3 separate regions of the Rattus norvegicus genome follow, and all the other regions are linked to region 1. A link is a contact called in public Hi-C data. All regions are on one chromosome and are shown on one strand. Each heading gives the region's core, a stretch centred on a gene start, on an enhancer-like site or on the middle of the called end of the contact. The rest is flanking DNA. Distances are from core to core; before and after follow the strand shown.

Region 1 (4,800 bases), core at 1,126-3,625:
AAGAAAACTGTAAACCAGCCAGGCGGTTACGGAGCACACCAGGCAGTGGGCACACACCTCTGTTCCTAGCACTCGGGAGGCAGAGGCAGGCAGATCTCTGAGTTAGAGGCCAGCCTGGTCTACAGAGAGAGACCTAGGGCAGCCAGGGCTACACAGAGAAACCCTGTCCCTAAAACCGATACAAAACATTAAGTCCGGGGGTGGGGGCTGGGGGTGGGGGTTGGGGGTGTACTCTCTGCCCAGGGTAATGCAAGGTGCAGAAGGACCCCAGCACTGAAAACTCCAAGACACACAAATGGCTTTTCTGGCTCCCCTACTCCACTTCCAGGGTAATAACAAACAGGAGAGCACATCTCTTCAGACCGGCAGTCCCATGGCTGCCCCTCAACCCCAACACTCGAACCTCAGGATGCTCCTCTCTCTCCAATCCTGGAGGAAGACGCCAGGGTGGAGAAGCAATGTGGCTCCAGTTTCTTAAGCTATATTTAGGGGTCACCCCACACTCCCTGTTGTAGCGCACTGGCTGGGTGCACAGGGTTAGGGTTGTAAGAGTTCACTATTCACTGTGACCTTCAACTATACCCCCAATGTCAGCATCTTGACTGAGGCAATGACCATTTCAAGTACTCAACAGAGGGACCTAGATATCCAATCCGACCAACGTCTCCCTCTCTCTGGCGACTCAAGACTCTCTCTCTCCCAAGTACACAAATGAGCGTACATCAACACTGGTAGGTCTAGAGAGCAGCAGAGCCCCCTTGCGCAGACTTGGGAAAAAAGGGTGGGGCGCCAGTAGCATAGGGTGGGTGGGGTCAATTTACTGAGTTCTTATTGGCTGGATACAGTGAGCAAGGAGGTCAGGGTTCTTAGTCCTGACTCTGGGGTCTGAGAAAACACAGGAACAAGGTGAATGACATGGGAGACAGACTTGGGTCTTTTAGGGACATACAGCCACAGCCAAGACCCAGAATTCCAGGGTCACTAACCCTTCCTAATCTCTCCTGAGTCCAGAGAACGCGCCCTCTCTAGGTTCCAATCAATACAAGCCGCAGGGGCCTGCGGGGCAACACAAGCAAGTCCAGGCTGGGTAGGGTATGAAGCGAAAGGAGAGCTGACAAGGCGATAGAGCATGACTGTGTCAAAACCTCTGGTCCTACCCTACTGCCACCACTATGTGACCTTGTCCGGTTAGTTAGTACTCAGTTTTGACAGTTCTCAGTTGATATGTAGGTATTACAGCATGACCTTTTCCTCACCATTTAAAAACAAACAAGCTTCACGCCTTCATCTCTCCGGTCCACCCAGTCTATTTGCATGTCGGGTGGAGAAAGAGGAGGGAGAATAGGGTGGTCCCGTAACCTCCGCACTTTCCCGGACTGCCAGCCAGCTGGTGCCAGTCGGAAAAGGATGGGTAGGGCTTGACTGGCTGCTCCCAGAACACGAAACCTGACCCTATGAGTCCCTAGCTGTCGGTCCTCATCCGGACCAACACCCTCTCACGGCGGACACGTAGTGCCCAGGACATCATCTCAAGAGACTCCCAAACACGCCCTGCATTTTGCAGCGCCTCTGCCTTTGTGCCCAGCAGCAGAGAGCCTCGCTTAGCCAGCTCCTTCCCCAGGACTGCAGCCCGGGGACCAGAACCACGATGCCCACTCTCCTGGCCCGCGCTCTCCCGACCCAGGGGCGCGCTTGCCCCTCCCCCTACCTGCTGCAGCCGCCGCGGTCGCTGCCACCTTCACTTGCCTTTGACTTAGGTCCGCCCTAGTTCAGGCTCCCCACAGACCCGCCCAGGGCCCGCCCCCGGGCCATCTCCCTGCAGATCCGCCCCGACCCCCCATAAACACGCCTCGTAACTCGCCCGGGCCACCGGGGGAGGGGCGAGAGGGTGCGGCTAGGGAGCACACAGAGGTGATGCTTGTAGGCTCCCCGAGTGCTCCCCACAACCCCGAGCCGCGTGAAATGGGGTGTGCTTGGGGACCCCTTAAGCCTCCAAATGATCCCCACGCCCACCTCAACGGCGCCCCCTACTGTGACCTGGCTCTGCCAGGCTCATTTTTGGCTCTCTTCCTAGCCCCCCAGATTGAGTGGCAGCGACGGATAGAGTGGGGAAGCCAACCCAAGGTGCCCACGTCCCACGATTTCAGCTACGCCCGCCCGGAAGCAGAGAGCTAGGTCAAGGAAGAGGGAGGTGGGCGAGGGCCACAGCTCAGACCGGGTTTCGGGGCAGGTAGGGGTAGTGGTGCCAGCGTGTCTGGGGACGGGGCGTCGAGGGCGCAGGAATTCCGAACAATTGGGGTGCTGGTACCTCCTCAGCCGAGTCCTGCCGCTTGCTCTCCCGCTGCTCCGTGAGAAGTTGGACAACAAGCAGGGGGTTGGGGGGGGCGGGAAATGCTGGGGGCCGCTATAAATAGAGGATGAACGAAGGAGGGGAAAGATGATGGCCAACAGCGACTCCCGGGTCAAGGCCCCAACGAGGGGGGCGGGTAGAGGAGGGGCTGGGGACCCCCCAAGGGCTCCGACTCCTGTGTAAACAGGCGCGGAGGCGGAGCTAACTCTGCAAGGGTGGAGTAAAGGGTTTGAGGAGGACTCGATGTCCTGGGCTGAGACCCAAGAGACCCTGTGGCTGAGGCGCTAACCCCTCCTAGTCCAACCCCGAAAAGGAGGGCGAGATCAGCTCTGAAAAGCTGAGTGGTAGTGCCCTGTTGCAGAGCTCCTGAGCTGCTGTCTCCTGGGCCCGACCCGCGGTGCCTGGGTGGGTTTACTCTCCTATCCTAGACTTCTACAAGATTCACATCTGAGACACGTCCTGAGCTCTTTAAGGGCTTGCTGAAGTGGAATGGTTGATGGGCTACGGGGATTGAAAGTTGTGTTGAGCAACCAGATTGTATTTCCCCACATGCCCTCGTTCTCGCACCCTGCTCCCAGAGTCAACCCTGCCCCATCCCCCTTCAGCCTAGTTCCAGACTTGCCATTTAGGGGGCTGGGCGCCAGGCCAGTTGAAAACAATGTCCAATGGAACCGGAGCTGCCAACTGCAACACCAGAGCAGACTGCTCCCCCCAAGACCCCCAGATTGCCCTCCCCCCTGCCTGGGAACTACCCTCACCACCCACAACCCCCCTCCCCAAGGAACATCAATGCTCCTTTCATCCCCACTTGGCAGGTCTGTTGGAAAGGAGGAGAGGCCAAGAGGGAGGAGGAGGAGACCTGGGTAGGCTCAGACCCAGCTTAAAAAAAAAAAAAAAACAAAAAACAAAAAACCACCCTAGACCTAAAGAGCTTCCTATATCCCCGAAACAGAGCCCCAAGTTTTCCTCTGTTGTTTTCTCCTACTCCCTTCATAAGAATTGCCCTAGAAACTGGCACAGAAACCTGGCATTCTAGCTTCCTGCCTAGCCCCTGGGTACACAGGTTTAACGCTCTCCTAGACAAGAAGTTTGCTGGAATTAAGAGAAGAGCTACAGATGGGTAAGATAAGAGAGCTCTCCACAGCCCCCGTGACTTGGAGAAAGCCAGGGAACCTGGACTGAGCACTTCAGCCTGCCGGCTTCTTTCACGTGTCTAAAGTAGCCGTACTTGGAGAGGGGGAGGGAGAGACTGGAAGGTTCCAGCATCTAAATCTGTCTCTGGGTCAGGATGACTCAGGGGGAACCTGATAAGGGGGCAGACACAGGGGCTTGGGGAGGGCAGGAGGTGGGAAATTTCCACTGAGATCTCCTTACTTCCTAGACCTACGGGGTCTCTAAGAAGCTCCTGAGGACACACACACACACACACACACACACAAGCACACGCACACGCACACACACGCGCACGCGCGCACAAAACTGGTTCTGCCTCATTGTTCTTTACTGTCCTGACAGGTTCAAGGCCGACCTGAGTACAATTGACCCAACATGGACAGTATCTAACCTTTCTCTGGGTCAAAAGCAGTTTCAAACTGTGCTTTTGGCTAAGTGACAGTTTCAAGCATATTCAGCGTACAAACCACCGGATAGATGAAATTCAAAGAAGTGATACGGTTTTGGTCAGTTTCGTGATCCAGTGATTAAAGAAGCGTATAAATACAGAAAAGGCTAGGGAAATTAATCAATAAGATCAATGTATAGAGGACAAGTCTTGTAGCAGTCCCCACCGGTCTCCGGTGGGAAAGAAGGGATTTTCATTTTCCCCCAGAATGATTTTAATAACCCCTGATGAAGAAAGCACAAATTGGAAATTCAGAAATACCTAAAAGTAGTTTTTACAATACCCTAGCCATCATATATGCATTTGCAAAGCGTATTATTTAGTGTTCACGCTGAATCTTGTTTGTACCAAAAGATTTCAGGGTCCCTAAGCAATACTTCTGAAAACCCCCACCCCCCCAAAGGCTAGAGACTACAGGCTAAGAGCCACATGTTTCTATGATTTGGAGGAAAGGAGTTTTGTTTTTAGGGTGAATTGCCCAGATGAGAAGTAGAACGTTTGAGTGGGAGAGAAGGGGTGTTTTCACCTCAGGAGAGAGCAGAAGAGAAAGTATAAGCAGAAACTCGAGAGCTCCTCTGAAGAGTTGAAGAGTAGGAAGTGTGTGTGACCCCCAAATCTGTGTCATTATCCTTAACTACACAGATGTGGAAACAGAAGCCCAGGAGCATTAAGGACTTGCCCATGGCCACCAACTGATCGCACACCAGGGTGTGAATCCCCATCAGATTCATTCCCCTTCAGGGGCTATTCTCTTTCCACCAGGTAACCTTTTGAACATATAACTATGCCATTAGGGCCCCCCTTGTGGGTAAGAGCAATGTTAGTGAGA
Region 2 (4,800 bases), core at 1,442-3,941, 300 kb before region 1:
GGTGGTGGTGGTGGTGGTGGTGGTGGTGGTGGTGGTGGTGGTGGTGAGGGGGCGGTCATATTTCTCCTTACCAGAATCCACCACTATGCCATTCCCAGCAAGCCCAGACTGAATTCCAACACTGAAATGGAATGGACTAAAATACAGTCTGATTTTGCTTTCTTTCTGTCCCACAGGCAGGAGTCCAAAGAACCAGCACTGTATCCTTTTCTAAGAAAAAGAGAAAGGACGGTTCGTGTGGCCCTATAGCTCAGGGGTTAGAGCACTGGTCTTGTAAACCAGGGGTCGCGAGTTCAAATCTCGCTGGGGCCTAAGTCAACGTAGACTTTTGAGCTCCGGATTTCCTAGCCCAAAGCTCTCTGTCGCCAAGTTATTCAAGCAAGACGCGATAAAATTTTACTCTCGCTGCGGAGCTCGAGTGCAGGTCCGCACTCTGCGCTCTAACAAAGTCTCCGACAGCCTGCTGAGCGCACCGCGCTAAGATTGGACGCAGGAGAAGGTTGACCTCCCTGCAAGAGCTAGGCCGGAGGGAAAGGGGGAGGACTGGCAACCGCGTGCTGTACCGGGAGGCTAAGTCCGCACACAGGCCTCCATACTTCACTGTCTCGCGCAGGAAATAGAGTACCGCAGTTGACGTGAGACCTTGGTCACTAAACCAGGGAATGAACTCAAAGAGGCCGTGGTTATGACTTTCTGTAAGAGGAATGGCCTTTCTCTCAGAAGAGCTTCTTTATCGTTAGGTGCTGAGGCTAAACCTGGGATCTCAGGCTAACCACGCTACCGCCAAGCCACGCCTCCAGTCCCTGGGTTTCCTAGCTGTGGCGGCATCAATCCATGCCATCCCGCAGAGTGGGTTTGTAGAGTGTCGCGCGGACTGGGTGCAGAGCGCTCGTTCTCGGATCTCGGCTGCTCGCTTCACCGCCTGCACGCACGCACTCGGAGGCGGGCGTCCTCAGAGCTCTGACTTCGTCCGGAGGGCCGGACCGCGACCCCGGCAGGGCGTCTGTAGCTTCTCGCTCAAGGCACCCACCAGTCACGCACTGCCATCCGCCGGGCCTAGGCCGCGGTGGTTACCTACCTACTGAATACCACTTTCTGAAGGAGGATCCCCGTGCTTCCCTTCGATAGCTCAGCTGGTAGAGCGGAGGACTGTAGCAGGTTCATTACAGCCATCCTTAGGTCGCTGGTTCGATTCCGGCTCGAAGGAGTAGCCTGTATTTTGGGCTATTTCCTGAGATAAACTCCGGTCCTTTGTTCAACGTGCCACTATTGATCGTCCTAACTTATCAACAATCTCTCCTCTCTGGAAATGGTCAAAACGCGCAATCACTATCTACCTGTAATCAAACAGTTACGAAAAAGAAAATGAATCTTGGAGTTTGGTTTCTCTGGCTCTCTCGTTGTTTACTTTTAGTTTTCGAGTCTACTGTGCTGCCCATTGTCCGAAGTCCAGACATCAAAGACCGCAAGGTACAGAACCTTGTGGACATGTTTGTGTACCCGTTTTTAGCGCTCTGATGACCCGCAGGACCCTGATTTGCCGAACAAAACCTCTAACTGACCCCGGCGATTGCCCCACTAACTGGCAAAGAGACACTTTACTCGTTTAGGTATTTCATGCAGCATTTGACCTGTGTTGGAGACGAGGCTGGAAGAGTGTAGAGTCCAGGTCGGATGGAATACTTTGTAAACAAAGGGAGTGAGGTTGAAAACGCAGTTCTGATTCAGGAAAACCGCGAAGGTCTACAGAATCACAAGACAAGAGCAAACTTATCGGCCGCCAGTCTAACTGGCTACCCGCAGCCTCCTCCTGCCCTCAGTATTTTGTTGTCCCGCCTGCCTGTAAGATTTTTGTGCCCGCAAGTACCCTGCAGCTGGGCTCCACCCGGAGATCGCAGCGCTAAGCCGGCTCGCTCCGGGCTCCTTCTGGAATAAGTGATCAGGCAGGCCTGTGACTTGAAATCTGAAAAGCTGCCTCTTCTGATCCCATTCTGAGCCTTGAGTTGTCCCGGACGTGGATAGAGAATAAAAAGGGATAGGTCCGGAATTAATGGGTGGGACTTGACAAAGTTAGGGTGGAAATTAAATAATACGAAAGAAGTTTCCTCTGTGAGAGACGAAAAGAGAAAAGAAACCGCTGAAGCCTCTAGACAGCCTATGTCAAAACATGCTAGACTGACGAGCACGAAAGAGCAGAACTGTGCTATGGCTCGTTGGTCTAGGGGTATGATTCTCGCTTTGGGTGCGAGAGGTCCCGGGTTCAAATCCCGGACGAGCCCTGCACTTTTTGCCTCGTCCTTGGATAACTCCTGGACAAAAGTTCACGACAAACTTTCTCGTGCCAGTAGCACCAAATTCCCAGGTTCCAGCGTCCCCTTGGCAGGCTTGGTGTTTCTGCCGCGGATGCTTCTCTTGGAGGTCCTCGAGACATCTACCAGTCCAATTTCTGTGCAAAAACCCACATTGTCTGCTTGGTGGTTGGGGTTAAACTGTCTTGCCGGCCAGCCCAACGGGGAGGAGCGTCCTTGGAAGAAATGGGGTGCGGTCCCAGCCACTGAGGCTGGACCGCCCACCCTCCACTCCTCTGCACCCCGCCCCAATCTGTTTGCGTGGCCAGGCAACGGCGACCTCACCCAAATCGGCGACGAGATTGCAAAGGAAACCTCATTTCTTCTATTCGCCATCCCATCAGGAAAAAGGAGTGAGAAACAAAGCCGTCATCTCCAGTTCCGCGTCCAGGTGGGTTTCTACGCCTGTCCCTCCAGGGTTTAGCTATGGAAGTCCTACTAAGGACAGTTGTGGGGCTCCTGGGAGAGGACTTCTCAACTTCTCCGGTCTAATTACAGAGCTGAGGTGTGGTGGGGATCAATTCGGTTCTCACAGGTTTCCACAGTTCACTTTCCGCATCTTGCCAGAGTCCAGCGTGGATGGTCATTGTGTAGAACCCAGGCTCTAGGGGATCGCAGAATCTGCGAAGGGAGGAATTCCAAGCAGCCCTCGTTCGCTCAGACAGGGAAAATTTTGAGGGTTCCTAGGTCGACATCAGATTTGTGATGCAAGTCTGTCAAGGTTGTGCAAGCAGAAGTGGTGTTTTCGTTTTCCATTGCCTGTCTCCCTCCCTTAACTTATCTTTAACTGTGTTGTGAAACTTTTGGAGACGCGTCAGCAGCATCCTCTATGCCTTCTTCCTGGGTAGTTGGGATTGAAACAGCACATGCCAGTGCAGTGATGGAGCGCCTCTGTTTCAGAAGGAGGATAGAAACCTTGTGCTTATATTGGGACATCTCCAGTGGGCCAGGTTCTTCCGTCTGTGATAGTAGAAATCTTATAGCCAGTTCATACATGCAATCGTTAGAAACCTCAGTTAGCACACCGGTCTGAAAAGCCTCTGGCAAACTCCGAAAAGCAGCCTCAGCTATTCAAAGAGCAAGCACCACCCAGCTCTGAGTTAGTCAGGGCTGCCAGTCGCAGCGGCTTAAACCCAAGAAACAATATGATGATAAAAGGGAGAAATCAGATGTCTGGGAGATTTATGGAAATAATCGGTGTTAAGTAATTAGTCAGTACTACTTTAAACATGAGTTTTGACTTTTCTAGAAATCATTCCGATGGGATAAAAAAGTTGGGTTGTACACTGGAAATCTTCCGGTCACAGAAACGCCAAATGCTCATCGGTCAAGTAACGTCCCTTTCTTTGTTCTTCAACTCCCTCTTCCTTAAAACGAAGGTGGAGAGATCGTCTCATTTTGATCACATGGGGTGGTGGGACCTTAGTAATGTGGTTTAGATAATGTGGAATCGAAGCTTAGGTTAACAGGGGGTGATTAGAAAAAGTGAACCAGCCACAGTCCCAGACCTCGGAGAGCCATCAGTTCAACCATGGCTCAGCTTGTAGGGGTACATGAGCTTCCCTCTCACCCTCGCTCTTTCTGCACCCCACAAAAGGCTGTGGAGTTGTCCCCTGGAGACATTGTTAGTGTGACTCCATGCATGGATTAAACAGTGTGTCAATGTGCTCGCTTCAGCAGCACAGATACTGAAAAAGCGTATGGATGCAGTCTGGTAAAACATCTCTTGAGGTTCTCCATATGTTCATTTGGGTAAAGAATTCTCTGTAAACAGTTATTTTCAGAGTGGCTGCAAACCACAAGTAAGCCAGAGCGCAGTATGCCCTGAAGTAACTGTTTACTTTGTATCTTGTTTGGAAACATACACACATCATCAGGACTTTGTTTCCATGGTCCCTGAACCAGTGGCGAACCCACTCCTCAGGGGGCCTCCTGTGAGCTTTCCTTTTTTTAGTTGTTACTTCCGTTACCCATTGAGTATTATGTCAGTGCTGTAAAGGAATGTTGACAGCGTCCCCATACCTTCCACTCTATAATGCGTCCTAAGGACCGAATTAAACATACACACTCTGTATAAAGGGGGGAAGTATGCCAACACTAGAATTATTAGAAGAAGAATTTCATGCCTCATGTGTCCATGGATATTACTGGCTTGGCGAAGAGACAGACAAAAATTCCAGGAAAGGTGATGGCTTTCCAGAGGTTAAAATTTTTAATACTTTTTAAAATTGTCAGTTGTTTTATATGAATTTAAATTACTGACAAAAATACAATATTCAGGCCTTGGATGTGGCTCAATGGTATCTACTTATCATATGTAAGGTCCTGGGTCTGAGTCCCGGAAAACACACACACACACACACACACACACACACACACACACACACACACACACACACTGTTTTTCCTTTCACCTTAATAAAATGCAAAACTTAAAAGAGGGAAGTTCCTG
Region 3 (4,800 bases), core at 1,212-3,711, 300 kb after region 1:
TTAACCTCCCTCCAGTAGGCAGAATAAATTGATTTAGTGATTAAAAACAACCACAACAATGAACGGGCTGGAAATCTCTAACTATGTATCCCATAAATAGAAAACCCACAGGACGACCCTGTAACCCACTTTCATAATCTATCACTACCACCTAGGATTTCCCAAAGCAGAAACAAGACAGGCACTGAAAACCTATTTTGATGTTGAAAATAGAAAAGGTAGGACTGGACTAGACTCAAATGTCTCAAGAATGATGTAAAGCAGACTGGTGATGGCTCAGTAGATAAAGGTGCTTGCTGTACAACGTGAGTTTGATCTCCAGAGCCCAGATAAAGGTACCCAACTTGAAGACAAATGACTGGACAAAGATATCTTCTGACCCCTATCCGTGAGCACTGGCACTTATATCCACTCAGGCATCACTGACATCGTAGTTGGTATCCTGATGACTTATAGCACACGTGCATAAACTGTATGCAAATATTTCACCATTAAAAGACTTATGTACCACACTTGATCTGGGAGGGCTTCCTACAATAAACCCCCAAGAACCCAATACTGAAGGAGGATGGAGGCTTAATGTGTCAGGCATTTCTACTCAAAAGATGATATGCTGTGCTTGATGTGGGACATAAGTTATGAAAATTATAATTAAAAACCATGTTATTGAAACAGTCTTTAAATAGCTTGATGAACTCTGGAACTAGAGAATACACCAATAGTGTATTTTTTAAGGGCCTAGAAAGATGCTCAGTGGTTAAGGTCACTGGTTGTCCTTCCAGAAGACTAGGATTCATATGGACCCAAACATCAACTAATAACCTTCTGAAACTTCGGTTCTAGGGTATCCGATGCCCTCTTCTGGCCTTCTCCGGCAACGCATGCAAGGTATACATACATGAATGCAAACTACCCATAAGCATAAAAAAAAAAAAAAAAAAAGCTTTAAAAACAGTGCATTATTTCAGGGTTGATTGTGGAAACGAGAGCTTTTGATTATCAACATTACATATATCATAATATAATGACTATTAATAAATATCCCTAGATTGCAGATATAGCTTACTGGTAAAGCACTAGGTGGTAGGACCAATTCTCAGGACCAAAAACTTATTTTGGATCAAATATCATTTTGTGATAGAGACCATTAAGTCGCACTGAGTGCTCTTCCAGAGGTCCCGAGTTCAAATTCCAACAAGCACATGGTGGGTGGCTCACAACCAACCATCTGTAATGAGATCTGATGCCCTCTTCTGGTGTGTCCGAAGACAGCTGCAAGTGTACTTATGTATAATAAATAAGTAAATCTTCAAAAAAGTTAGCTAATAAAGTGAAAAAAAAAAAAAAGCCAGCGTTTATCTAGTATGGCTTTTAGTAAAATGTGGCAGAGAACATATTTCCAGCATGCAATGCATCCTGCTTAAAAGATACACAGGCTTTTTTTTCTGATGAGGCAGGTAAACAACCGACTTCAGTAAAGGTTCAATTTTATTTACTAAGCCACGAGCTGATTGATACAGTCTCACTTTGAAGCACAGGCTGGCATGAAACTAGTCATTTTCCTGCCTCAGCCTCAGAAATCATGGGATTATAGGCAGGAGCCAAGAATGGAGAGGATCAATCGGTAAGATAGGTTACAACGCTGAAACCAGAGTTGGTTATTTTTTCAGAACGTTTTCGGGTTTCTTTTTTAGCAGTTATATTTTCCCTCGCTCACAAGGTCCAGAGCCCAGACCTATGATAGACTGTTTCAGACAGTATCACAGTATGAAATTAATCAAACATTTGAGAAGTTAACTAGCAAAAAAGTAAGTTTTAAATTATGAGCGATTATAAAACAGGGAAACTGTCCAATCTTTGGAGAAGCCCTGGAACTTCCACAACGATTTCCTCAACACGTGCCCCCGGTATGATGCCGACATGGGAAACCAGGTCTGAGGCGTCCTATCAATTTAATTCTTATGAGAGCCCGCAGGTTTCCAGCGCTGGGTCTATTACCCACGCAGGGCCTAACGTGAAGCAGCGGAGCGCGGGAGCAGCATTTCTCAACTCCAGCAGAGGCCCGCAAGCGGAGAGCGCCAAGAGCTCCGGGCACAGCTTTCGCGCCCCTTTCCCGCAAACGGTAATTCTGGCGGGACCTGGGTGGGCCGGTGTGGCGGCGGGACAGGCTAGGCGCGTGCGGACCCCGCAGGCGCTGTGCGGCGAGCGGGACTCCCGCTGCCGGAGCAGGCGGGAGCGCGGCGGAGCCGGAGATTTCTGGCTGAGGGGAAAAGGGCGCCGGGAAGCAGGCTATTATGGGATGTGAGGCTCCCGGGGGCGCCGGGCTCCTTACCCGCCAGTTACTGTACAGTCTCTTAACTCGCCGGTAGTACGCGTCTTTGTCCAGAGTCACAGCCATAGCCCTGGACGCCGCTTTCCGTCGGGCTCCGAGAATCACGCGAGGTCCCAGCTCCGCCACCCGCGCTCGGCCCGGAATCCCGCACTCTCTGTGACCCGGAAGTACCGACCGCTCGGTATCCCCTTCCGCTTCCGGGTCCCTATAGCGTCGAAGATTTTAAAAAGCAAAAAAACCCAAACAAAAAAAAACCCACCACCCAGCTCGCTCTGTAGGGTAGTAGGGGAAAGGCAACAGAGAAGGACGCAAAAGTGGAGAAATCAACAGAATACTGTTGCAGAGCTGGTTCGCGGGATCTGGAACCTCTCTCCGCCGCCAGAGGCTACCGTCACGTGACCCGCCCACTTTTCGAGCTCGGGGCGCTCTAAGCCGCGGGCAGAGGTGGGAGGGGAGCAGAAAGAGCGGGACCCGCGAGCAACCAAGCGCTGAGGAGTGAGTCCTCTGCCCCAGGGCAGGGCCTTGAACGCCAAGGGGAAGGCACTTTTAACCAAACTCTGCATCCCAAGAGAACGGAGCCCACCTTTGCAAATAAGCTGCGGGGAAGGCAGAAGCAGAGTAGGAAGATAAATGTTCAGGTTTCCTTTAAGAGATGTGCTGGTAGGGTGGAAGGAAACAAATAGCTTGGAGTGGCTCCTAAACTTTGTAGTTCTTCCCAGCCCCCTGGGGACCCAAGTCATGAAGGCACCTTTTTTTGTCAGCGGGTACTTTGCTGTATTTCATAAAAAGCAACATTGTCCTCTGGTTTTCCCCAAGAGAATGGTCATCTTGGTTAATTGAGAAAAATATATATGGTCCTTGAAATTCATCCTCGTCTAAGAATGTGGAGCACAACTCAATATATTTCACCTCTTTATCTTGTATCATTTCCCTGGCTTAAGCAAACTGGACAATCCACGGTTGATTATATATGCCTTTAGAGGGGTACAAGTGACTTTTCTATTCGTGGTAACAGTATTGAATACAGAATGATGTTTACACTATTACCCCAAAAAAATTAGTATTTATATTGTTTGAGGAAACAGAACATAGGAAGAATGGAAAAGGATTAACTTAAATTTATTAATGCCAAGGGGAAGGAAGGTAACAGTCCCTGACCCTCCAGCTGTATCCACAGTTTGGCCAGGAACAGGCTCTGCCAGAGGCTAGGGCCAGCGCTACATAGTCTGTGGTTAATGGAGGTGTCTGGGGAGGGGTGAGCACACCAGCTGCTCTAAGCTCCTTTGCTCCCCCAGAAACGAGGAAGTGGTCATTTATTATTTTTTAGGAGTTCCCCTGCCCACCCAATCCTCTCAAAACTGGGAGCAATCGGGTACGAGTTTTTTGTTTTTTTTTTTTTCCTTTTTTTTTTCTTTTCCTTTTCACCTCCTGAAGTCTTGGGTTTCCCCATATTGTTCCCTGCCCCTCCCACATTTCCAAAGTCCAAGGGCCAGAGTAAGGGATTCCAGCAGCCACCCAGCACGGGTCTATATTAGGGCTTCAGTCGTCAGCATCATCACTGGAGTCTGAGTTGGCTGGCATCATAGGGTCATCAATGAGTGAGAAGTCCCTTTCTGAGCTATCATAGCCCTGAGATAAATCATCATCATCTTCATCCTCCTCTTCATCATCGTCCTCATGCTGCAGTGTTGGTAACCGCAAGGCAGTACCAGAGGTGGTAGTAGCTGGTGAAGAAGGGTAGCCAGTGGTTCTCAAGCCTGGATGGTGATGGTGGTGATGGTGGGGGTGGGGGTGGTGGTGGTGATGATGAAGCATGGTGCTGGAGTCTACATGAGGGGGTGCTGCTGCACCACCCATCACAAACGGCATGAAAGGCAGAGATGCAGAAGTGGCACTGCTGTGACCCAGAGACGACACAGACTGTAGGTTACTACTGCTGTGTTGAAAGGTGTTATGCAGAGATAGGGACCCAGTGCTTCCACCCTGCATCAGGGCCATCATCTTAGAAAGGTCTGGTCTTGTCCTGCGGACCCGTTTCTTGCTGTTTTCTGGTGCAATAGGCCCTGGCAAAACCCGGTTGAACGCAGTTTCAGCATAGTGACCCTGTGAGGTAGAAACAAAAGAAGACAGTAAAAAGATGGAGGTTTGGGAGGGAGAAAAGGGGAAAAAAGGACCTGACCCAGAAACCACATGTGTCCTAGCTTGGAAATGACTGCCCAATAATCAGATTTGGCTTTTTGACTGGTGTTAATGGAGGTATCATTGATGCTGAAATCAATAATTTGATATTGATAGCCATGCGAACTGTAAGGTTTTTCCCCTGCTTCATATGACATACTTTTCTGCAACTTTTTCACAAATGTCTTCTCCTTTGCTAGTAAGGGACCTGAGTAAGACAGTGAATGAATCAGTACATGAGTGTAGGCTGAGAGCAGGTTGTTGGCATGATCTTATGTGACTGCAGCACA

Evidence for each region. A called contact is a pair of places that touch in the nucleus more often than the background predicts.
Region 2: a contact with region 1 is called in a Hi-C map of liver, with 4 times the contacts expected there. The contact joins the promoter of Rnase4 here to the promoter of Ndrg2 in region 1. A contact is called at or near these places in 2 of 12 Hi-C or Micro-C datasets (kidney and liver).
Region 3: a Hi-C map of mammary epithelial cells shows a contact between it and region 1, with 2.3 times the contacts expected there. The contact joins the promoter of Supt16h here to the promoter of Ndrg2 in region 1. A contact is called at or near these places in 2 of 12 Hi-C or Micro-C datasets (frontal cortex and mammary epithelial cells).

The regions. Positions count from the first base shown.
Region 1 is chr15:27,080,745-27,085,544 of GRCr8, forward strand. Ndrg2 (NDRG family member 2) reads right to left here and starts at 2,376. Exons shown (of 16, transcript NM_001270862.1): 1 at 2,309-2,376.
Region 2 is chr15:26,783,596-26,788,395 of GRCr8, forward strand. It overlaps Rnase4 (ribonuclease A family member 4), which reads left to right and starts at 2,692. Exons shown (of 2, transcript NM_020082.2): 1 at 2,692-2,739. It overlaps Trnap-ugg6 (transfer RNA proline (anticodon UGG) 6), which reads left to right and starts at 2,208; the gene lies at 2,208-2,279. It overlaps Trnat-ugu4 (transfer RNA threonine (anticodon UGU) 4), which reads left to right and starts at 240; the gene lies at 240-312. It overlaps Trnay-gua4 (transfer RNA tyrosine (anticodon GUA) 4), which reads left to right and starts at 1,119; the gene lies at 1,119-1,207. It also overlaps a transcript of Ang not described here.
Region 3 is chr15:27,375,853-27,380,652 of GRCr8, forward strand. It overlaps Supt16h (SPT16 homolog, facilitates chromatin remodeling subunit), which reads right to left and starts at 2,462. Exons shown (of 26, transcript NM_001107261.1): 1 at 2,333-2,462. The coding sequence starts at 2,398. It overlaps Chd8 (chromodomain helicase DNA binding protein 8), which reads right to left. Exons shown (of 37, transcript NM_001347661.1): 37 at 3,433-4,435. The coding sequence ends at 3,872.